Linked DNA regions of Mus musculus: regions 1 and 2 are each linked to region 3. A link is a contact called in public HiChIP or PLAC-seq and capture Hi-C data. All regions are on one chromosome and are shown on one strand. Each heading gives the region's core, a stretch centred on a gene start, on an enhancer-like site or on the middle of the called end of the contact. The rest is flanking DNA. Distances are from core to core; before and after follow the strand shown. Region 1 holds the start of Kdf1 (keratinocyte differentiation factor 1). Region 2 holds the start of Pigv (phosphatidylinositol glycan anchor biosynthesis, class V). Region 3 holds the start of Cnksr1 (connector enhancer of kinase suppressor of Ras 1).

What was found. HiChIP or PLAC-seq counts read pairs in DNA pulled down with a chosen protein or histone mark. Capture Hi-C pulls out chosen DNA fragments and counts their contacts.
Region 1: a contact with region 3 is called in a capture Hi-C map of macrophages, with 4 times the contacts expected there. The contact joins the promoter of Kdf1 here to the promoter of Cnksr1 in region 3. A contact is called at or near these places in 2 of 115 datasets of contacts at active chromatin or transcription factors (astrocytes and pancreatic cancer cells) and 2 of 9 other capture datasets (liver and macrophages).
Region 2: a FOXA1 HiChIP or PLAC-seq map of pancreatic cancer cells shows a contact between it and region 3. The contact joins the promoter of Pigv here to the promoter of Cnksr1 in region 3. A contact is called at or near these places in 2 of 115 datasets of contacts at active chromatin or transcription factors (memory CD8 T cells and pancreatic cancer cells).

What each region holds. Positions count from the first base shown.
Region 1 is chr4:133,517,080-133,520,386 of GRCm38.p6, reverse strand. Kdf1 (keratinocyte differentiation factor 1) reads right to left here and starts at 1,424. Exons shown (of 4, transcript NM_133707.2): 1 at 1,335-1,424. Gm42323 (predicted gene, 42323) reads left to right here and starts at 529. Exons shown (of 3, transcript NM_001378703.1): 1 at 529-1,287; 2 at 2,126-2,198. The coding sequence starts at 578.
Region 2 is chr4:133,670,399-133,673,954 of GRCm38.p6, reverse strand. It overlaps Pigv (phosphatidylinositol glycan anchor biosynthesis, class V), which reads left to right and starts at 1,308. Exons shown (of 4, transcript NM_178698.5): 1 at 1,308-1,636.
Region 3 is chr4:134,236,137-134,239,825 of GRCm38.p6, reverse strand. It overlaps Cnksr1 (connector enhancer of kinase suppressor of Ras 1), which reads left to right and starts at 1,427. Exons shown (of 21, transcript NM_001081047.1): 1 at 1,427-1,569; 2 at 3,509-3,666. The coding sequence starts at 1,518.

The sequences.
Region 1 (3,307 bases), core at 175-2,674, 720 kb after region 3:
AATTTCAGAACTAGAAAGGCTGAGCCAGGCAGATTCTTTGAGTTCAAGATCAGCCTGGGCTACCCAAGAGAGAGACCCTGTCTGAAACTTAAACAACCAAGCAGTCAGCCTTCCTGTTTGTGGTATGAATAGTGCCTTGCATGAGCGTCCCTTCAAACCATCCATCTACACCTTCCTTTTCCCACGATTGTCCCTGGTCCATCCCTCCTGACAACCCAGTGACACTGCTCACTTAATTTAGTGGGACCAATTTTTGCCTCAATTTTGGCCTGGGACAAGAGTCTTGGACCCAGCTTCCTCATCTTTAAATAGGTTCATCTTAGAGTAGTGAGGTGGCCCACGTCTGTAATTCCAGCACAAGACACGATGAGATGATGAGGACTTCAGAGTCATCCTTGGCTGAATATTGGGCCTAGCCTGGGCCATATGAGACCCTATCTCAAAAAGCAAAACAAAATATATATTAAATTAACTTAAATATAAGTAAATAATAAACCAATGTGACGTAAAATAAAAATGGAAAACCTCATCTCTCAAAAGAGGAGAGATTAATGTCCTTCTAACCCTCTACGGAGGTATGGGGGTTGGGGGTGGAGCTCCGTGTTTAGCAAAAGCCTGGGAAGACACACTCTTGGCATTCTCTAACTTGGCAGCGTTCGAAGGCATCGCAAGGATGCCTCAAGGTCTGATGGCCCCAGGATTCTCTGATTTCTCACTGCCTTCGCCTTTCCGACAGTCCCCACAAAACACAGAGACAGACGGACAGACAGACAGACTCGGGGGCTCTCCATGGGCCCTCCTCCCTGTGTCCCCAGGACGAGCCGGCTGCAGCAGCCTCTGTCCAGGCAAACGTATGGTCAGCGAGCCGCGCTCAGCTCTGCTCAGCTCGGGCGCAGGGTACTGTGCACCCCCCTGGCACAGCCCCAGCCACTGTCTCATCTGCAAGCAGGAGCCGCGCGCGTCCAGGCGGCAGGGCTCGCGTTGCCGTCGGGGCGCGCACCGCCTCGCTTGCCACCAGCGCCGTGGCCCGCGACTCCCGACGCTGTTCCACGCACGGTGCTGGGTCCTAGCACCCCAGGGGCCTCTCGGCCCGCCCAGCCCAGCCCAGCCCTGCGCCCGTTCGGGCCGCTCCGGCCGGGCCCCGCGCACCCCGGAAGTGGACGTCGGGGCCCGAGGAGCAGGGCCCGCGCCCCGCCGCCGTCCAGGCGCGGCCTCCAGGGTCACCCACCCGGGGCTGCACCGCCCCGCGCCCCCGCGGACCCGCGCCGGCCTTACCTGCCCAGCCAGGTGAGCCGCCTCCGCTCGGCCCTTCCCCCGCCCCCCTCGGCACTCACCTGGGTCGCAGGTAAGCGTCTCGCGGGAGCGCGGCACGGGGCGCCGCTGGGGACACACTTCCTGCCTCCGCCGAGCGCCGCCGCGCACCTGGCCGAGGCCCCGCCCAGCTCCGGCCCAGCCAGGAGAGTGAGGCCCTGAGAGGGGCCATCATCGGGCAACAGTGCTTAGGTCCCCTCTCTGCTCTATAGTCCAGTGTCCTGGAAGTATCGGAGAGCCCATGGGGCGCCTACCGGGCCGCAAAGCTCCTACTTAAAGGGCATGCATGCCTCCTGGGAAGCCGTCCGGGCCCCTGAGTCCCTAGCTCTGTCATGTGGAACAGTTCTCTGGACTCTTTATTATAGTTCCCAGCAGACTGTTGCTTTCCTGTCTTTTGTCTCCTCCTTTTAGCCTCTGACCTTGAGGGTAAGGTCTGGTCTTGTTTCCCTAGTACAGCGCCTGGCACATACCAACTGCTTAGTAAATATTCTTCACTGTTTGAATAGCTAGGCAATGATCTCTTGTCTATCTATCTGTCTGTCTACATATTCACTTATTTAGGTTTCTCTTTTTTTACATTAAATGTTTTTATATGTATGAATGTCTTGCCTGCTTGTACATCCATGCACCACTTGCGTGCCTTGTGCCCACAGGTAAGGGAGCAGAGGAGGGCATGGGATGCCCTGGAACTGGAGTTACAGAGGGTTGTGAGCTGTTATGTGAGCACTTGAGAGTCGAACTGGGGACCTTGGAACTTTGAAGAGCAGCCAGTGCTCTCTGAGGCAGAACTCTCTCTTCAGCTCCTCTTACCTAGGTCTTCCAATACAAGATCCTGGGAAGACCAGCCATATCCTGTCCTGCTTCGAGTCAAGATCAGCCTAGATCAGGTATGTTCCCAGGGGTGCAGCCGTAGATTGTTCAAGTTTTCTGAGACAAAGTCTCATGTACCCCAGGCTGGCCTCTAGCTCCCTATGTAGCCAAGGCTGCCCTTGAAGACTTGCTCCTCTTATCTATGGAGTGCTGGGATCACAGGCATGCGCCTCCACAGCCAACATAGTCCCTGATGTCTTTCTTGCTCTTTTTGAACTGTTTGACATGGGAGCAAGTCACTTTCCATTTTCCAGTGTCCCCTCTGTAGATATAGACCTCTCTAGCCAGATGTGGTGGCACATGCCTTTAATCCCAGCTCTTTGGAGGCAGTAAGGTGGACCTCTGTGAGTTCCAGGCCAGCCTGGTCTACAGAGTGAGTTCCAGGATTGGCAGGACTATGTAGAGAGACCCCATCTCAAAAAAACAAACAAACAAACAAAAAAAACCATGAGGGGCATGGTGGCACACACCTTTAATCCCAGCACTTGGGAGGCAGAGGCAGGCAGATTTCTGAGTTTGAGGCCAGCCTGGTCTACAAAGTGAGTTCCAGGACAGCCAGGGATACACAGAGAAACCCTGTCTCAAAAAAAACCAATAAATAAATAAATAAGTAAATAAATAAGTAAACAAACAAACAATTTTAAAAGGTACCTCTGTCAACTGGGGAGGACAAAGAAGGTCACACATGGAAATGACAGGTTTGGGAGAGATCCCTGTGGCAAGTTCCCAGCAAAGGCCCAGTGGCAGAACTTCCCACAGTCTATCACACTTCCTTCTGGGGCAAGGATGGACAAGGGGTACACCATATTCCCCTTTGGAATTCAGAAAATGAGCCACCTTGTGTACAGTGGCACTTCTGCAAACTCTAAGCCTAGCAAGGCCTGTTCTAGGGCACATTCGTGAGACGCTCTTGCAATGCCGTGTACGGGACTGGTAGAGACCCGTTCAGCCAGGTGTGCACACCTTTAATCCTGGCACTCAGGAGGCAGAGACAAATGGATCTCTGTGAGTTCGAGGTCAGGCTGGTCTACAGGATGAGTTCCTGGACAGCCATGGCTACCCAGAGATACCCTGTTTCAAAAACCGAAGGAAAAAAAGAGAGAAAGAAAAGAAACTCTTCAGCAAG
Region 2 (3,556 bases), core at 59-2,558, 570 kb after region 3:
ACCTCGAGCTTGCATGCCATTTTCCCCTGTGAATTCACGAAGCAAGGATGGTTTCTTTAAGGTCAGGGTGCTGCGAAGACTGTAAGAAAGTCAAGTCACAACCTCGGGCCCTAGTCACAAGTGTGCCTAGAGAGGCACTGACATTTCACTCACAGGACTGGCAACAAATGCTTTCGGGGGGCGGGGGGGGGAGGAAAAATGACTTTGGAAACTCCTGTTTTCTCTTTACCAGTCATTAAATTATACATTATCCACCTTACACGCAAACATCCAAGGGGCAGTTGACATCCCAGGGCCTGAGATGATAGACAGACACAGCTTCTGGCCCCCACCGAACTGATGAAGGCTAGTTTTTTTTGTTTTTTTTGTTTTTTTTTTTTGCTTGGAGAGATAGAGACCCATCTCTTTGTTCCCACCCACATTTGTGGCTGTTGCAGAAGATAAACCCCTCCCTCAGCCAGGGCTGTGGCCAGAGGTTAACCTAGACCCAAGCTACGTTTGAGAGGACAGATAACTGAAACCACACAAGGCTTTGGAATCCTGAGAAACGAGAAATCTACCAACGGAGAAGGATTTACTATCTGTTTCCTCTAAGGCGGGTGCAAAGTTGTTCTAACAGTTTCCGTTAGTTACAGGGGTACCAACTGGCCGCTCCTCCCCAACAGGCGGTTTTGTTCAATTAGCTTCCTTTTTTTTTTTTTTTTTTTTTTTCTTTTTCTTTTTTTTGGCGCCAGTTCCTGCGACAGAAACTGCTTGAGGGAGAATCCTCGGGGGTGTTCTCTGAGGTTTCCTTCCTCGTCCCATACAGTCATCTGAGGTGGGACAGAGGACTGTCGCAGGGCAGAGGTCCTTCATTGCCAGGAGGGGAAAGGCAGGGGGAATTCCCCTACTTTCTTCTCATCCAGTTGCAGGGTACCGCTGCTTGCCACAAAAACCCCAAGAAGGCTTTCTTTTGCCTATTCATATTGTCTATCGTGTGCCAGGTCCTGTGCTGAGCTGGGGTGGCGGAACACCGAGAGAACGCGTGGCTCTGGGGCAGCGCCCGGGTCCAGCCTCGGCTCACACCGGGAAGTCAGAGGCTGCTCACGGCAGGGGACTGGGGTGAGAGCCCCGACCCGGGAGCGCAGCGCCCGCGCACAAACTGCTGGCGAGTCAAGAGGCCTACTCCTCAGGTGTCACCACGCCGGGAAGGTGCGACTCACCGCCGCCGCCTCGGCCCCCGCCCTAGCTGGGGTCAACATGGCCGCCGAGGAGGGGGGCGGGGCGCTCCGAGTCCGGGCAGGAGCGGGGCGGGGCCGCCGTCGGCCGAGCCGGCGCGCAGGCGCGGCACGGACGGGACCCGGATGGAGGCGCTGAAGTTGGAGCTCCGCGGGGGTGGTCTGGACGCGCGGGCGCGGAGGATCCGGCGCCAGCTCTGCAACTCTGGAGTCCTCCGGGGAGGGAAGCTGTCAAACGCAGGCCGAGAGAAATTAGGCGGAGGCTGTAGAGAAGCGAGGAGCCCCGCCCCTCCGCCATAGCAGCCTCCGGCGCCGCCTCTTCCTTTGCAGCCTCCGGCCCTCGTCTGCTTCCGGCCCCGTTGCCTGGCCCGGCCCCGCGATTCCCCCGGGACGAAGCCCTGGGCCGTGGCTCCCTTGGGGTGAGGGTCACTGTCCCGTCCTGGGTAGGAACTGTGTCCGAAAAGAGCAGGCTGGAACGGGCTCCCAGTATGGCAGGGCTTAGCAGAAGGAGGCGGCTCGCTCCACGTTGCCTCTGGGTCATAACGCAGCACCCATTTGAGAGTATTAGCCTTCCGCAGAAAATCCAGGACTCCAGTTCAACAGATCTTTCCCAGTTAGGGCCCATCACCATAAGCTTCCAGCAACAACATGTGCTACAGTTGGAGAAAGTTCTGGGCTAAGCCTTGGATGTCCTGGCTGGACAAGGAATGCATACCCTTTGTTTATGGCAAAAAGCTCTCCTGACTGTGGACATAGGTTTTAGAAAGCAGTGCGTGAGGAGCTTTAAGTGGTGGGCGTGTCACTTGGCTCCAGTGAGCCTCAGTTTTCACATCCATAAAATGGCGATGGTAATTACACAGTCTTACTGGTGTCTAATGAGATCTCTGGAGCCTATTTCACGGGTAAATTAAAGAAAAATGAAACTGGTTGGTTCTAAGCATCCGGCCAGTTAAGAGTCTGATTTGGCAAGGGGCTTCTTTCAAAGGGGTGTTGGCAAAATAGCTAGAGAGATAATTGACTGTCTTGATTTTACTTTGTTTAACTTGAGTGTGGGTTGCATCTCCTGTGGCCACTGATGCCAGAGTTTGAAAGAGGGAAGGACTGAGAATCAAGATGCAGAGGTGGATTCAGTACTTTTCCTCTCTCTGCCTCCTTTGTGCGTGCGGATTGGAGGCCAGGGAAAAGAGAGGGAGGGAGGGAGAGATTGATTGAGTTTGAGTTGGGTGTCCATGTTTCTGTCATTTATTTGGGTTTAGTGAATCCAGTGTTGGAGATATCGTGGGTAGTCAGAAAATGCTGTTTCCTGCGGCTTAACTTTAAACTGAATTGTCCTAAATAAACCGACATGGAGTTGGGAGGTGAGGGGGCCTCCTTTTCTCCCGGTCTCCTGGTGATGAAGTAAGCAGCAGGCGCCCCCTCGTGCCGAGGATGGGGTACTACCGCTATTAACCAGTCTTGTTCCCTTGGCGGAGAATTTTTTCTTTTCTCCCATGCTTTCTGTGACTTTGTCATTTGCTTTTTTTTTTTTTAATTCTATTTTATGTGCATATGTTTATGTATATATGTGTGGAGCTACAGGTGCGCCTTGGCACACCTAAGTGAGGACAGAGAACAACTTTGTGGGAGTGTCTTCTCATCTTCAGCCTATGGGTCACTGTAGTGGCAAGTGCCTTTGCCCGCTGGGCCATCTTGCTTTCTAACCAGAAACACGATGGGAGAAATGCTTGGACCAGTGATCTTAGTTCTAGCGTCAGAAAACTTGACGATTCTCTATCCTGTCCTTGCTACTTCGTGCACTTGGGAGAACAGATGTCTGTTTACATGCTGGGTCCTGGGATATAATAGAGTTAGGAGACAAAGCCCCCGTCCTCATAAGGAACAGATAGGAAGATAAAGATGGCAGAGCATGAGGCAGTGAGAATATAGGGCTGTCTGGTGGGATCAGAAAATTCCAGAAAGCAAGTGTAGCCTAAAAGTTTAGAGGGTGTTAGCCACGTGAGAGAAGAAAGACGGGGCTCTTCCTCTCCTTGCTTAAACACAGTAAGAGCTGTGACTGCTATTAAATTGTGTTTTTAAAGAAATGCCTTGATGTGCATTCTGTGCCTCAGAATGGCACTGGGTTTTTGTATGAGTTTGCCGCCACTCCCGCGGAGATGGGAAATGGCTGTTTACCCCGTCCCGAGTGGTAGACTCTGTCTTCCCCGAGTTTGTTTTAGCAGTGGGAGCTGGCCGGAGTCCTGCTGAGCAGTGGTTTTCTTTTCCTTCTCCACTTAATTTAACAGACCAGCTGAACACACATCAGAGAGTGAAGCTGGCATGTGTAGTAATTACGGGCTTCT
Region 3 (3,689 bases), core at 178-2,677:
GTCCACGCCTTTAATCCCAGCACTCGGGAGGCAGAGGCAGGTTTGAAGCCAGCCTGTTCTACAAAGTGAGTTCCAGGACAGCCAGGGCTACACAGAGAAACCCTGTCTCCAAAACAAAACAAAAACAAACAAACAAACAAAGGCATCATTCTAACTGGTTCTGTGATGCAAACTGTGGTCTCTATTTTTTTTGGGGGGGGAACAAAAGTAGGAAAATCACTGGAACCCCTGAGTTGTAGAGCAGTCTGAGCAACATAGCAAGAATGAAAAGCAACTCAAAAATTGTAGCAAGAATAAAAGCTGGGCTGGTGAGATGGCTCAGTGGGTAAGAGCACCCGACTGCTCTTCCGAAGGTCCAGAGTTCAAATCCCAGCAACCACATGGTGGCTCACAACCATCAGTAATGAGATCTGGCGCCCTCTTCTGGAGTGTCTGAAGACAGCTACAGTGTACTTATAATAAATAAATAAATCTTTAAAAAAAAACAAAAAAAAAAAAACAACAAAAAAAAAAGAATAAAAGCGCTTTCAGGAGGCAGCTGACATCTGCAAATGTCTTGGGAATGGCTGGGGTGCTTCCTCTTCACTTACTATGGTAACCAATAAAAGCCCTTTGTGCCCTAAAATAAGTAATAACTGAATTGATTAAAGTCTTACTTTGAGAAAGGGCCTCTAAATCTCAACAGGTTGTCAAAGGGGGCAGAGTCCACGGTGCAGCTTTTATTTACTCAGTTTCTGCTGTTTCGTTTTGTTTTGGAATGGGCTTGCTCTGTAGTCCAGGTGAGCCATCCACCTGCCTCAGCCTTCAGAATCCTGAGATGATGCCACTTATAGCCACCATTTGTTCAGATGCTCGCAAATGTCCCGTGAAGCAAGGACTGTTATGCCCTGAAATGAGCACTGAAAGTAGGTCAGCTGTCTGTGCAACAACTCCAGATGGCGATAATGAGATAGATACCACGGGGACCCGGGGATGGGTAGATAGTGGCTAGTCCTGCGCTTTGCTTCTGCGCCAACCATTCACCAAGTACTCTTTTTGGGGGTGGGGGTGGGGTGCTGAGAGGTCAGGGTCCTCTCGGCTGGGATATGAGCCCAGTTTGTTTTTTGTTTTGTGGATATTTGAGACAAAGTCTCGATGCACAGCTCTGGCTAGCCTGGAACTCACTATGTAGATTCGGCTAACGTCAAACTTATAGGGATCCTCCCTCCTTGGTGAGGCCAGTTTTGAGTTGAATCCCATGCCAGTTCCGGACTGCCTGAGTCACACACCCCTTGGCGCCAGCCCAGGAGTCCAACTGCCTAGTTGCCAAAGCCCTAGGATGCCAGAGGGGCAGGGCAGGAGGAAGACAGGCGGTGGACCAATGGCAGTGGCACTGCCTTACCTGGTTGGCCACGTGGGCCCAGGTATGCAGCGGCCCCGCCCTGCCTGCTCTGGCCCAGCCCCGCGGCCTCCGGGCTCGGGCTCGGACTGGGAGCGGAAATTCCTGCAGGGGCTGGACGCTACGGGCAGAGCTCAGGATGGAGCCCGTGGAGGCCTGGACCCCCGGGAAGGTGGCAGCTTGGCTGAGAGGTTGGTGAATCGGGAGAGGCAGGGGCGAAGTGGGCTCAAGGGGATTAGTGCGGTGTCCCTTGGACCAGAAAGTAGGGAGGGAAAAGGAGAAAGAACCTGCGGAGTCTATGAGTCAACAGGTATTTATAGAGCGTCTACCCTGTACCAGCCGACCAGCGTCCCCAATACAGGAACAGTGAGGGCAGAGATAGGCCAGGCGACACTGGAGGGCCCAAGATGCAGGAAGGGGTCTTTCCCAGACTTTAGGGGTGTTCTAGCGCCCGCCAGGGTGGCGGCAGACAGGTGCGGTGATAAGTACGCAAAACAGGGAGGCTCTAGTGGCCCACACCCCCTTTATCTCCGTCATCTTCTCAGTGCCCCAGGGCCCTGTGAGCTATTATTAAGCCCATTTTTCAGAAGTAGAAACATACACAGAGCCAGGAAGTGATTTGTTCAGTCTTGGAACAGGGCCGGCCCTGGGTGTCATTTTCTCAGCCTTAGGTTGGCAGTAAGAGAAACAGAAACCCTAGTCATACTGAAGGGGTGACACAGCTCCACCCTCAGGAGTGAAGATCACTCCCCAGGTGACCAAGAGTCACAAACACAGTCAGACTCAGGAAAAATGAGGGCGTGTGGCTGCAGGACGGGGTGTGGAGGCTCTCAGAGGGGCGTGGGGGGGGGGCGGGTAGCTGGAGCCTGCTCAGGCATTTCTGTGTGAGCAGACAGGAGAGCAACAGGCTGACTCCCCCACACTGGTGGCTACTACCGCTCACCAGGAAGGTGACCACAGGCCTCTCTATTCATGAATCGGTCAAAATGAGACCATGGTGGTGTGACTAGCTTCCGTTGCTCAAATGTTTGTGACCTCTGGGAGGGAGGATGGCAGGCCAGCACATTCAACGTGGGAATGAAATTGTCCGAGTAACCCTGGGTCCTGAATTCCCAATCCAGCCCTTGTAATGGCACAGGAGAAATGGTGGAGGAGAACCTAATGGCTACACATTCCCCATGGCAGTTGGGCCTGAAATGGGAGGCTTTCCATCAAAGCATGAGCAAGCTGCTACATCTGTATGCATTAGTGTATCAGGGACGATGATGGGTGGTCTCCACCCTCTAGAAATGGGAAGAGCAAAGGTGCCAGATGGGTAAAGTGGTTGTTTTGTTTTGTTTTGTTTTGTTTTGTTTTGTTTTGTTTTGTTTTGTTTTGTTTTGTTTTGTTTTGTTTTGTTGAGACAGGGTTTCTGTGTATAGCCCTGGTTGTGAACTCGGGGATCCTCCTGTCTCTTCTTTCCAAGTGCTGGGATTAAAGGCATTCGCCACCGCCATACCCGACTATGGGTAAAGTTCTCAAAACATTGCCTCCCACAAAGTAAGGTCATGGTAGACAGCCTGGCAGCAATGTGATGGCTGCTGCTTGCTGCCTGACTCTGGACTGAGTGGCCCAGCAATCACCTAAAATACATGGGTAGAAGCAGGCACTTCTAGCAGTCCCATTTAATTTATATTTTACATTCTATTTACTTTGTGTGTGTGTGTGTGTGTGTGTGTGTGTGTGTTTTACCTGCATGTACATATGTGCACCCTGAGAGTGCTGTCGGATGGTTGTGAGTTACCCTGTGGGTGCTGGGAGCAGAACCTGGGTCCTCTGCAAGAGCAGTCAGTGCTCTTAACCACTGAGCCATCTCTGCAGCCCCTGTTTGTTGTGTGTGATGGTCACTATATGTCAAGGTATTTGAGCATGAATTTGGTAGATGGCACTGTCGGTAGGTTGGACACACGTGCTAGAGTCATTGTCGACTATGGTTTTCACCTCAGTAGCATCAGTTGTGAGAAGGGCAGAATCAAGCCAGGGGCTCAGGGTTGTCATTAGGGACAGGAAGGAGGGGAAGGGCTCTGATGTAATAAAATCTCAGAATGACAATGACACCTGTTTCCTCACGCTGACCTCTTTCTGCTCCAGGCCTTGATGATGCCCTACAGGACTATCCCTTCGAGGACTGGCAGCTGCCTGGGAAGTACCTGCTGCAGCTCTGTCCCCAAAGCCTCGAGGCTCTGACTGTGTGGCCTTTGGGCCACCAGGAACTCATTCTAGATGGGGTGGAACAGCTCCGGGCCCTGGTGAGTGAGCACTGCCCGCACCG